Linked DNA regions of Mus musculus: regions 2 and 3 are each linked to region 1. The links are chromatin contacts, called in public HiChIP or PLAC-seq maps. All regions are on one chromosome and are shown on one strand. Each heading gives the region's core, a stretch centred on a gene start, on an enhancer-like site or on the middle of the called end of the contact. The rest is flanking DNA. Distances are from core to core; before and after follow the strand shown. Region 1 holds the start of Nfia (nuclear factor I/A). Region 2 overlaps Nfia (nuclear factor I/A). Region 3 overlaps Nfia (nuclear factor I/A).

Evidence for each region. HiChIP or PLAC-seq counts read pairs in DNA pulled down with a chosen protein or histone mark.
Region 2: a contact with region 1 is called in an H3K4me3 HiChIP or PLAC-seq map of embryonic basal ganglia, with 4 times the contacts expected there. The contact joins the enhancer-like site here to the promoter of Nfia in region 1. A contact is called at or near these places in 2 of 39 promoter capture datasets (the C10 cell line and liver), 1 of 15 datasets of contacts at CTCF or cohesin (the NIH/3T3 cell line), 2 of 484 Hi-C or Micro-C datasets (granulocyte-monocyte progenitors and group 2 innate lymphoid cells), 14 of 115 datasets of contacts at active chromatin or transcription factors (acute myeloid leukemia, bone marrow-derived macrophages, cardiomyocytes and 11 more) and 2 of 9 other capture datasets (adipose tissue and liver).
Region 3: a contact with region 1 is called in an H3K4me3 HiChIP or PLAC-seq map of forebrain, with 3 times the contacts expected there. The contact joins the enhancer-like site here to the promoter of Nfia in region 1. A contact is called at or near these places in 2 of 39 promoter capture datasets (hippocampal neurons and liver), 5 of 484 Hi-C or Micro-C datasets (cerebellar granule neurons, cerebellum, embryonic fibroblasts and 1 more), 12 of 115 datasets of contacts at active chromatin or transcription factors (bone marrow-derived macrophages, cardiomyocytes, craniofacial prominence and 9 more) and 2 of 9 other capture datasets (adipose tissue and pancreatic islet).

Annotation. Positions count from the first base shown.
Region 1 is chr4:97,775,484-97,779,394 of GRCm38.p6, reverse strand. Nfia (nuclear factor I/A) reads right to left here and starts at 1,769. Exons shown (of 11, transcript NM_010905.3): 1 at 1,401-1,769. The coding sequence starts at 1,427. It overlaps Gm38709 (a long non-coding RNA gene), which reads left to right and starts at 1,972. Exons shown (of 5, transcript XR_003955232.1): 1 at 1,972-2,366; 2 at 3,172-3,269; 3 at 3,582-3,911.
Region 2 is chr4:98,030,512-98,034,422 of GRCm38.p6, reverse strand. The region is part of intron 6 of Nfia (nuclear factor I/A); the gene reads right to left. Among named protein-coding and RNA genes, the nearest start is that of Gm34218, 9.4 kb to the right of the region's middle. Within about 2 kb of position 2,137, at least 7 of the 459 cell types and tissues checked have an H3K27ac peak or open chromatin away from gene starts, as enhancers often do. A contact at or near this core is called in embryonic basal ganglia, where this site is marked.
Region 3 is chr4:97,946,461-97,950,371 of GRCm38.p6, reverse strand. All of the region lies in intron 2 of Nfia (nuclear factor I/A), which reads right to left. Gm40208 (a long non-coding RNA gene) reads right to left here. Exons shown (of 2, transcript XR_867944.3): 2 at 1,753-3,911. Among named protein-coding and RNA genes, the nearest start is that of Gm40208, 11 kb to the right of the region's middle. Within about 2 kb of position 1,846, at least 26 of the 459 cell types and tissues checked have an H3K27ac peak or open chromatin away from gene starts, as enhancers often do. A contact at or near this core is called in cerebellum, forebrain and stem cell-derived neural progenitor cells, where this site is marked.

The DNA.
Region 1 (3,911 bases), core at 520-3,019:
AATAACTAAAACAACTGCAATCCATTATTAATGTGAGGCCTAAATCCCAAACAGACCATCTCCACATAAAAGATGCATTTAAGAGTCTTCTGAGATCAAATAGCCAGTGTTATTACTGTTAGATACTGCAGTAAGAAAGGAAGTCATATGGGAAATAAATCCAGACTCTACAGCGGAGAGGAAAAGCTACTGATACGTCCAGCCTTCCAAAGTATTCCCGGTAAACCGTTAGCTCCAACTCATTGAAGGCACAGTGGTAGCAGGGTTTTGAGGGAGTCGTGAAGAAACCTTGTGCTGGAAGCATATAACTTCATGTAGGTGATTACTGGCCAGGGTGCAATGTTTTAAAGCCATATAAAGACTCGTACTTAAAGAGAAAAATTAGCGCAAATCACTCTGACTTTATGCCTTTTAGTCAGAGAAAATAAATAATATATTCAAACGGGACCAGATCCGGAGCCGCAAAATAGCAGTGTTTCCTTGCTGCTGGTGCAGACTCGACCGGGAGGGATGGGCTGGGAGGCTCGGGCAGGAGGGGCAGGCGGAGGGGCACCAGGCCCCACGCCGCGAGTGGGGCTGCAGGGAAAGTTGCCGGGTCCTGCTGGCTGAGCCGCCCGGGGCTTGCCTAGGCGGCGGCGGCGGCGGGGCAGCCGACTCGGGCCCTGGCCGCCGCTCGCCCTCGAGCCGGAGTCCCACTCCGCCCGCAGCGGCCCAGCCCGGCCCGACCCGCGGCCTTGGCGGCTCTGTGGCCTCCGCGGCGTGGGCTCGCCAGACCCCGAAACTTTCGCCTGGGGGTCGCGGGCAGGAGGCAAGGACAGCAAGGTCCCGGGCCGGCGCGGGGAGTGCGTCTCCGCAGCCCACGGACTAAGGCTAGCACTGCCCGCCCGCCGCGTCCGAGGGGCGCTGCCCGGGCCGGCCCGCAAAGCTGGCACAAAACAAAAGTAAGAGTTCGGGGCGTCGGCGGGGGGCGCGGCGGCGCGGGAGGACCCCGGCAGCCAGGGCGCCCCGGGTGCAGCCGGCGTGCGGGGCTTGCGGGGCTCAGCCGCCCCTCCCTGGAGCGGAGGAATCGCGGGCACCGCGCTCCGCGCCGCAGCCGCCAGAGTCCAGATTGCAGCGTGTCAGGGGCTGCAGCCGCGGACACACGTGCGGGGCGCCCGCAAGCCCCGGCGGAGCTCCGCAGTCCGGCGCCCCGATATTAATTAACGCATTAATAAGAGGGCGCCATTAGCCATGTGCCCACACAAATGGCCGAGCAGGAGGAATGCACCCGCATGGAAACAAAGTTACTTTCTTAAAGCTGCAGCCCCCCCCCCCGCACACGCGCGCGCACACACAGAAACACGCGCAGACACGGCTCCCGCCGAGGCACACGGCCGCCCCGCGCCCCCGCAGCTGCTTACCTGGGTGAGACAGAGCGGAGAATACATAACTGCCGGGCGGCGGGGGGTGCGTGCACGTCTGTGTGCGGGCTGGAGGTGTGCGTGAGTGTGGGTGCGAGAGGGAGAGAGAGGAGGAGAGAGCTAGGAGGGGGGGAGGAATAAAAAATCAAGCCTGCTTCTTGCGTTCACATTTCCAACTCGGCTCAACTGCAGCAGCCAGCGCTCTTGCCGCTCCACGCGCTGAACTTTAACCCCGCCTAGAGTTTCCCTACACTCCACTATACTGTCTACTGTACGCGGGCGTTAAAGGCATAGCGCACCCTTTCCCGCTCCCGCGCCGGCCGGCCGGGTGCCCGCGAGCTGCCCGCGCGCCCGCCTGCGCCGCGTTCTGCACCGCACCGCACGGCCGCCGCCCGCTCGCGCCGCCGCCGCGGGGGTGTGGGGGTGGGGTGGGGTGGGGGTGGGGGGGCGGGGTGGGGGGGAGCCGGGTGGGGGAGGGGCGGCTGCGGCGCTGACACCGGTCCCCAGCCTGCAGGGCCGCCCGCCCGCCCGCCGCTCGCTCCGCGCTCGCTGCCTCCCGCGGCCCCCCGCCCCCCGCCCCGCTCGGCGCGGTCCCCGGGAACGCGGCGCGGAGCGGTTTTTTCAGCGTGTCCTCCGGGCGGCTATAGGCTGCCACAGGATGTGCTTAAGCAAACAAAACTACTTTTCCTCCTCCCCATCCCCCCACCCGCGCCGCAGCCCTCCGCGGACGTCGGGAGAGGATTGGGGCAACTTTGTCGGGGCGCCCCGCACCCCCGTGGGCCGCGGGTTGGGCTCCCTAGGAACCCCAGAGAAGGGCGCGCGTTACATTTGCATGTATGCAAATTTCTTGTAAAAAATCAGACCTTCTAGGTAACTTTTCCTCCCTTCCTCTGAAATGCGGTAAAGCTCAAAAGCATTGTAATCTCTCCTGCGAAGCTTTCTATGGGAATAGTATCGTCGGGAGAGGTAATATGCACAAAAGCCTGCTAACTTTTCAGCTACGACTCTATAGCAGTCAGAATCTGGGGGTGGGGGGGATAGGAAGATCACCCCAAAGATTCCCCAGATTGCGGGGGAGGAGGTGTCTGGAGAAAGCAAGGAGGAGAGTCATGAGCGAACGCTCTTCTCTCCCAGAACCCAGGAGCTGGTGGGTTTAAACACAAACGCCCAAAAAAGTTCTGTCACGTCAGAAACAACAGTGGTTTAGCTGGGACATTTTTCTGTATACTGAGAAGGAAAACTGTGAAAGGGTTGCCCCCTTAGGAAAGAGATATGTTTGTATCCCCAAATGGGAGCCCAGGACTAACATCTGAGTCCCTGTTCCCCAGACACACTCTTCAAGGGTGCGTCTTTGTGGATCCCAACTTTTCCCTTCCCCAGGTAATAGTTCTCAAGATGGAAAAGAGCTTCCTGCAATTATTTTAGGTTTGCTAAAGTATTGTTTTGGCAGAAGGGGGGGGGGTGGTTTTAGGGTTTGGCACATTGCCAACAAGCCTGCTCTTCCAGCTTTCTTTTTCTTCTGTCCTTCCCTCCTTCCTTCCCTCTTTCTTTTCTTTCTTTCTTTCTCTCTTTCTTTCTCTCTTTCTTTCTTTCTTTCTTTCTTTCTTCCTTAAAAAAAAAAAAACTCAACACTTTCTCTCTAGACTCTCTTTTCTTCTAGAGGGGGAAAAAGTATACCTGTCTCCTCCAAACTCTCATTTTCTCCTCCTCCTCTCCCTCCTGAAGTTTTGCAGCCTTCTGTATTTACCTACCCTTCTTTAAAACTCCCCAGATTCCGACGCTGGCACACAGACTGGGAATCCGCTCCCTGGTGGAGATGACAGGACTAGAGTCTGCAGGCATGCCCACCCGACAGAAGAAAGTGAGGGGGTATGATCACTTTCATTCAGATTTTTTTTTCTAGGTGGGTAAGCCTGCTACTAGAAAAGGCCAAATATAATGTTCTGCTGAGACAGCCGGCAGTCTAAAGTTTGTTTGTTCTCTAGTCCGTTTAGGGCTAATGCTCAAGAATCCATTCTTCTCCCCCTGATTCCCACCCCCTGCTCTTGAATATTCTTGGAATCCATATTATTCCGATTACATATTAAGGATTGAAGGAAAGTAATAGCTTCAACCTTTAGTTAGAACGTCCATTTTCCCAAACTAAGCAACTGCTTTTCCTTGGTTCCTTGTGGCTTTCAGGAAGGAAGAAATGCCCTCCAAGCTAAGAGGAGTTAGAGAAACATTCCTGGCCACGAAACCCTTTGCTGGGATCTATAACTTCAAGACTCTCCAAGTTTCCTCGACAGAAGTTTCTGGCTGAGGGAACCAACATGTAACTGAGGCACAGTGACAAGTTATTGTCCCGTGTGTGTGTGTGTGTGTGTGTGTGTGTGTGTGTGTGTGTGTGCGCGCGCGCGCGCGCGCGCTCTGGGGAAGCTCTCTTCCAAAGTGGATTTTTTTTTTTTTTGGTGTATAGATACACTTCACATCTGCCTCTTTTCAAAACAGCAAAGAATTTTACTTTTGATT
Region 2 (3,911 bases), core at 888-3,387, 250 kb before region 1:
TCCTCCTTTCAGTACAACACTCTTCTAAGAATCGTGTGCCACCACCACCTGGCTGTGTGTCGTGCGTCTTATATGTCCAGGAGATAGTATATTCTCTACCTATCCCATTGCCCCCAGTCTTTCTTCCCACCACATGTTATGGGATGGACCAGCATTGGCTCAACACAGCAATCACTTACATTCACTGGACTGTGAGTAAAGAAAAAAAAAGCATGAGAAAAACAAATGATTATTTTTCCCGCAAAAAAAAAAATCAGTGTAACATGGTAAAACATTTTATTCATTCTTCTTAGATATACAGGTGCAAAATTCAATAATCACACCTGTGTTTGGTTTGCATTTGCCTTGTCCAGTGTGGTAGAGGCCAACCACATGAAGCTACTCCAGTGTGTATGCATTCATTTGCAGACTCCATCACTCAGCATCACCACAGTTTAGGTGTCCAGAGTCATGTGTGACTGATGGTCACAGCACCTCCCAGGGCAGAGAGATGCATGTGCTGGCATTGAGGTGAACATTCACTGGGGCAGCTCTTGTGTGTGCAGTGGCAACTAACTTCTTGCCTGCTCATCCTCTCAGACAGCAGTGGCAACTTTGCTTCTCTGGATGCTATTGTGGTATACGTGAAGGTCATGTGCACTTTCTAAAAGCAAAGCCTGTGCACAAATCTGAAAGGGTGGCAAGCCCAAAGGCTTTTTCTTCTCACCCCCATGAAGCCACAGGCAACACAATGCTCATGCTTCATCAAAATCCTTACTGATGCTTTATCTGAGCAAATAGCCCTAGCCCCAGTGATGCGAACTTTAGTGTTTATTCAAACATGCCTCTACCTGCCACTTAAACCATGATCAAATACTTGCGATTTGAGAGTTCCACTGGTAAAATGTAATCTGAAGAATGCATGGAGTAATGGCAGCAGGAGGGCTCTATTTACCTTAACATCTCTTGGACACATGGAAAGCACCTATCACTTTATTTGAAGTGAAAAATTTGAAGCTGATTCAAACATTTCATAAGGGAAAGGGAATATAATTTTAGGCCTCTCCAAATTGCTTGAACTGTGAAATCAAGTAATAAACACAAGAAAAGGTTCTGTCAGCGAGAATCTCAGCTTGGTACAGTCAGCGTTTTCTTGCTAAACCTTATTATGGCGAAGCATTTGATGCTTCATCTCTGTTCTTGCTCATCCCCACAAATAAAGTATGTTGACCTCCACCTGTTACTTAGTGAAATCTGCCTGCCATACTTCAATAACCCTCATCTGTATTCTGAAAGGCCTTTGAGTCACTGAGCGAGTCAGAAGATAGACTTGTGCAGTAAATTGTGCTGATAACCCGTTATAACTATTCAGCAATTCACAGTTCAAGACGGAGCTCTATGGTAAAAGAAAATGGATTTTTTTTAAAAGTCGGTGTTTATGAATGTTGGAAAAAGGCAATGCATTTCGTCATTTGGACACAGAGTTTTTCACAGAAAGTTTCTCTCTTAGACCATTATTGAATGCAGACAACTTCTAGCCCACCCCTTTAAGGAAAATCTGACTATACATTGTGCCATCATTTTGGATGAGCCCAAAGACCATTTCAAAGCTTAAAAATATTTTGAGTTCAAGAATACTTACGACACTGATATTTTCCAAACAAAACAAAGCACTGTATATCAAACACACCTTCACACATGCAAAAATGCCACAGAATTATTGGCAGTATTCATACATTCAACAATCAAGAGGAATTCTGATACCCATCAGACAAATACATGAGTCACTGCAGCACACATCTCCCTGGCTTGCTTTTCCTTTCTAACAACAGTGACATATCAAACAGAGCGAGTTGCATTTCTAATGATTAATGCTGCATTCGACAGAGGAAGGGTGTCTGTCTAATTACATTACACACTTATCTGTGAGGGATCAGCAGCATGTTTCTGCTCTCTGTCATTCTTTGTGACAACATAATGATAGATCCGTTTACTTACGAGTGCAGTTATTAAAAACCGTGCTGTTTTCTTAACTGTCTTCATGTCTTGGAAATATTTTATTAAAAATTACTTATCTGACACTAAGGGTAAATGCTTGGCAGAGCTTTGCATATCAATTAAGAAAATGAGTCAGTTCCATTCAATCAATGTCTCTGTTGAGTGTCGCATTCAAGTTCAGTGAAACTTGCTTCTCCATGAAGCTTTGATTTGGGAGCAAGTGACTCACCCTCTCCCCCAACTTGTCTTATTTATCCGAATTTTAAAGTTTGGTTTCTGCTTAAACTAAAAACTGCTCATGGCCGACATTTTCTCTGGAGTCATGATTTAGCACTTGTTTTTCACATTCACACCTTTTTTGGAAACTCAACACAAGGATCCAATTTTAAGCAGACAACTCCCCACAGGCCAATCAGAATGGGTTGCTAGCTGTGCACCAACGTTCACAGCTTTTTCTACTCATGGGATGAACTTTATCCAGCACTTGTGAGGAAAAGGTCTTCATGCAGGCTAAAAAAACAACAAAGCAAATGACACTGGGCACTACAAGTGGCTATCCCCCAACAAAGTGACTACTACATGTGTCAAAGAAGACAAGCCAGCCGCCTCCATCATTTCTTCCACTCAGAGGCACATGAAAATGGTTTCTCACTTGCTCTTGATGGTGAAAAACAGCTAAATATGAGTGTTGGGTTTAAGTAGTTCCTGCTCTGTTCAAATTTATCTCCAACTCTGTTGTTAGTCAACTCAAGACAACCATCATGTAACTCAAACAGTAGTGACCTGTAACAAACAATTTCTCTGCAAACTCCTAATGTGTGGCCAGGACAAAAACTGATGTAAACTAAATTTAATAGATCTGTGTTATGAAAGGTTTTCCCTTTTAACTAAATGCGTCTTAAGCCTTCAGTGCTGATCGATAAACTCACAAATGCAAGCACAACACCAAAGGAGAAAAACTACTACTTAAGTATCTTGAGGATAAAATTTCTGAAGAAAACACACACACACACACACACACACGGATAGAAAGTACTTTTCAAATTAGAAGCAGGTGTCGCCACCACAAAATGACAGATATCAAATCATAACTGGACTTGAAACACGTTCAACTTTCTTTACTTCTTTTGATCCTACACATATTGTGGCACCAAGTTGGGCATGAGAACACACAGTGTGGCTTATGTCAGAGCCTCAGGTGTGCTGAAGGCAAGCAAGGCATGTTCACTAATGCTCTTTCACGCTTTTCATTTCGTGACTGAAGAGCAGACGATGTACTCTGACAGGCATCAAGTCCAAGTTAACTCTGGTATTGGGAAGTCATTAGTGCTGGAAGCTGGTGATAGCTGAGCAACTCCTAGCGTAGGCTTGCTAACATGACAAAAGTGCTGGGCACCACATAGGACACTCAGATAAGGAGCTGATGCTCTTACAAGTTCCAATGTGTTCAATGAATTTTCTACCTATGCCAGTAGGAACTTTAATCCATCCTTCATTACATGCACAAAAGGAGATGCCAAGAAATTGGAATTATTAAAAATAAAAGCACAGGAAGACACAGGCCCACACCGAAACATGGTTGGCAGCATGGTTTCAGTGAGTCTGAGCATCATAGTGGTTGGTGGCACCCACTCTCCACAGAGATGCAAGGCACTGGACCATAAGCAGGTCATCACACCAAAGAAATCAGAGAACCAAGAATCATAGTAGCCCTACACTCAAAAATCCAAAAGCGCCAGACAGGTTTTTAGTTGATAAGAGAGGTGGGGGGGGGAGGGGGAATCAGTAATCCTTGGCTCTGAGAAGTCACAGCAAGAAACTGCTTTTTAATGTACAACATCATCTCCAATCCAGGTTAATCTTTCCCCTCTAAGAGATGCTGTAAAATGAGGGGATTCTCGTATGTTTGATTTTCTGCCTCTCATTTGAGAGAC
Region 3 (3,911 bases), core at 597-3,096, 170 kb before region 1:
CAAGGATCTTTTCCTGTGATGTAAGTGAAGTCAGTGATGGGAAAAGGTAGAAATAATTTCTCACATTTTCTTTGACAAGAGTCTATTACTGAAAAACACTAGAATGCCTATATAACCATTTGAATTTCATTTTTCCTATGAGAGGAGCATAGGGCACGTAATGATAACTTGTGATTTAATTCAGAACTCCTATTACTGATCAACCCGGCTGCCTATCCACTCCCAGGGAAACAAGGGCCTACGTAAAAAGTGTCACTGTAAAACTATCACGTGTCAGAATGTAAGCCCCCCTGTAACTAATAGATTCTTAGAGTTGTCTATATACTTGGAGATGAGGGAAACCAGCATCTATATGCTGAAGCGTTCCCATATATATCCATGTCATAACAGTAACTCATCCATGGAGAGGGATGCACAACAGAGTTAACCTCTTCTGTGTTCTTATTCATACAAACCATTTCTGATTCACGTAAGGACTAGGGCACCCTCTGCTGAGGGTGTGCTGGTCAAGTTTAGGAGCAACACAAAGTTCTTCTACTTGTATTTCATGTTGAAGAGACTATTAAATGATTTTTTTTTTTAAGAGCAGCATCTTAAAAACAAACTCAGTGATCTAACTTAACTTCCTGTATCTCAGTTTCTTCATCTATAAAATGGGAACGCTACTAATCATTTAACCTAACGGGACTGTTGCAAAGATTATAACAAACTCCCCACTTTGAAGTTTATCGATCACAAGTAACAGCGCGTTTCTGCCACCTAGGTCTTCTCATCAGGCAAGTTTTTCACTTTAAAACGTTAACTCCAACCTACATGTGACATGGTTCTGGTGTAACAGTATGAAAGCACGGTTCTGCAGAAAGTGTTCTAATTCCCACCTTGGGGGAGGGGTGTATCTTCAGTGATGGAAGTGTCTGCCTCATCTTGCTGTTTTTTATTCCAGACACTTGTGTGTAAAATGTGTTTATCAGGCAATGCTTTGTCCGAGCCTGGAAGTTGTCTCTGTAGTATCTGTAGAAGTCTTTGATACAAAATGTATGCAAACGATTTCCCATGAGCCTGGGGGGAGGGTGCTAAGGGGAAGGTACAAACTGATCCAAGGGATAGAAATCTTCATTACCTCACCAGCAAGAAGCTACCTCAAAAGTCAAGTCCTCTTCGCTAGTCTATGCTGCTGAGCTGCATCAGCTCAAGCTCTCACAGCTGCCTATGCCTCTTCTTCTGAGGAGACCTGGTGTTACTTCTGTCAGAGGGAGGCTCAGGCTGTGTGAAGGCCAATGGTGCCCATCATCCCTTGGGATATCAATGGCAAACCCCCTAGATCTCTGCACTTTAAGAAGGCCCACCAACAGAGACCACCACAAACCCTGGTAAACTTAAACACAACAGAACAAAACAACAATAATAATAATAAAAAAAAAACAGCTGTAACTATTTGTCCATCTTTTAAGAAAAAACAAAAGCAGAAACTTTCAATGGATTCCCTTGAAGGTGAACCAGATTTCTGACATGAAGGTGAACCGGAACTCCTAAGAGAACTGAGGAAAGATGTGTTGTAGTCCTGAGTCTAAATATCAAACCCAGGGAGCTGTTGAACAAAATAATTGCAGATAAATATCTCTTCTACACTTCTGTGACTTGTAATGGAATCCTTTTCCTTCTACTTCTAACATGACCAGCTATTCTTTAGGACAACGACAGAGGAAGAGGTAAACAGTATTTTCCTTTGCTTTTTCTTTTTTTCCCCTCTGGTTTTCAAGCTTTGGAACCCTTTGTGCAGGGACCGGCCTGGTGTAGCTAGCTTGTCCTGGTAGACAAAATAAACACGTCAGGGCTCCACTTGTTTGTATTCCCGTCAGTGGCAATGTATGCATCAGCAGCTAAAAACAAAGAAACTTTTTAGCCGCTCAGAAAATGCACAGGCTTCCCAAACAAGGGAGGGGAGGGGCAGGGGGAGAGGCGAGTGGGGGTGGAGAGTAGGGGTGGAGCATACAGAAAAGTCTGACAGTCCATTCAATATAGGGATGATGGCTATAATGCACCCAGGTCCCCTCGCTGATTAAATATGCATTGGCACAGTTTTGATCGATGCGAGCCATGGATCAGATGGCACACCTGCAAAATCTTGAGCACAGAGCTCCCAGGAAGAGGGAAAATACAGTCTTGTCTCCTTATCTTTGTTTTCAAAGGCTCTCAATTTCTGTGCTTAGATATCTAATTTAATTCTCTCACCCCTCAGCAAACTGGATTAGGGAAGTCAATACTGCCTTTGTGCATCGGCTGGAAAACACAGCTTTCCTCTTATTCAATTTAGCTATGACCTTTAGACAAAGATAATGACAACTGTCTAAAAGTCCAGTTAAGGTTTGAAGAGGAGGGTCCTGCCCCCAGGGTGGGGATCCCTAGGAATTTGGGGAGACCAAGGATGGAGGGTGACTGTGGCATTTTTCTCTCCTATCAAGGAAGAATGGGGAAAGGAGAGCTAAGGAGTAATGAATTCAGTCAAGCAGAAAGCATGGCGGGCAGGGATGAGACAACTAATCTCAAGTCACTGTGGCCCTGACACATCCAGATCAGAAAATAAGTCTATGACAAGCTGTGAGGGAGAAGGGAGGAGCAACAGTTTGTCTGAAAAGCATAGGCACTTAATGAGAGAGCGGCTGGTTATGCAGACAGGGTAAGCACGAAGGTTCCATCTCCCTAGATGCAGGAGTTCCCATACTGCTGAGAGATGGGACCAGGGAGATGGGCAAGCCAAAGATTCTTCAGAGTAGCCATGTTCACGCCACTGCTCTCAGCTGAAGGAGGAATGTGAGTGTACCATTTTTCCTGAAATGACACTGGCCCCGTGTCTTTTGTCTTTGGGCCTGGTCACTCAATCCACCCATTCATGAATTCAGCACCTACTATGCAGCTTCCACTTTCTATACTGTGGGGCAGACAATGAGGACAGGTAAGGCACTGACCCGCAAATGAGCTGAGTCAGTCAGGGCAATAACAGTGCAGGGGATTCTGTAACATCTCCCAATGGGATCCCATCTCCTGCTGCTTAAGGAAAAGAATCGACTGCACACTGTCACAGCTGTGTGTACTTCCTTACTGACAGTGGCCTCAGTGCAACTAAATGTACCTTGGTAACCTTAGTTACAGGGGTCTGGATCCTGACTGTTAGTAGCAAGGGCTGACTGAGGTGACCATTTCTAATAAAACAAAGAGAGTGTTAGGCAAAGTTAACACAGGTGAAAAGCTGGGTGTTCACCGCAAAATTGGCATTGATGCAAATGGTGTAAACTATTAAAATAATGTTTAAAAAAAACCAGACTGTGTCTAACAACAACAATTTCATGGGTGGTAGAAAATGGAGAGTATTCATCGATCTGATTGATTGGTTCATTCATTTCTCTTTCATAGAAATGGCAGTTTTGGCAGAGAGTTTTGTACAAGGAAATATGGATTCCAGCCCTTCCTGGTTTCTCTTGTGGCTGTGTGGGGTTGGGAAGGCCTTCGCCCCCTTTCCTTCCTCCTAACAGGTGACTCTCACGACTATGGAGGTTTGTCTGTGACATAACGTGCCTTGCTGGTTATGGGAGTGACCAATCTCTAAGTGTTCACTGTGTGGAGCCACTTTTCAAATGGTATCAACTCTGCCTATTTCTATGTTCTTTCTTTTCTGCAGCAGATACTACAGTGCGTGAACACACAGGGACTACGGTACCACTGAGAGAGAAATGAAATTAGAAGACAAAAACATATAGTGTTCTGGGCTACGGAATACAACTGGTCCTATCCTGGAGGATGCCATGGTTGCTTTGGGTAGATGGTCTGGTACTGGGAGGACTGGGTTACGGCAATGCGGATGTTTTGTGTGGTAAGGGCAGACCTTCTAGGACTCAGAGGCCTACTTTATGGTC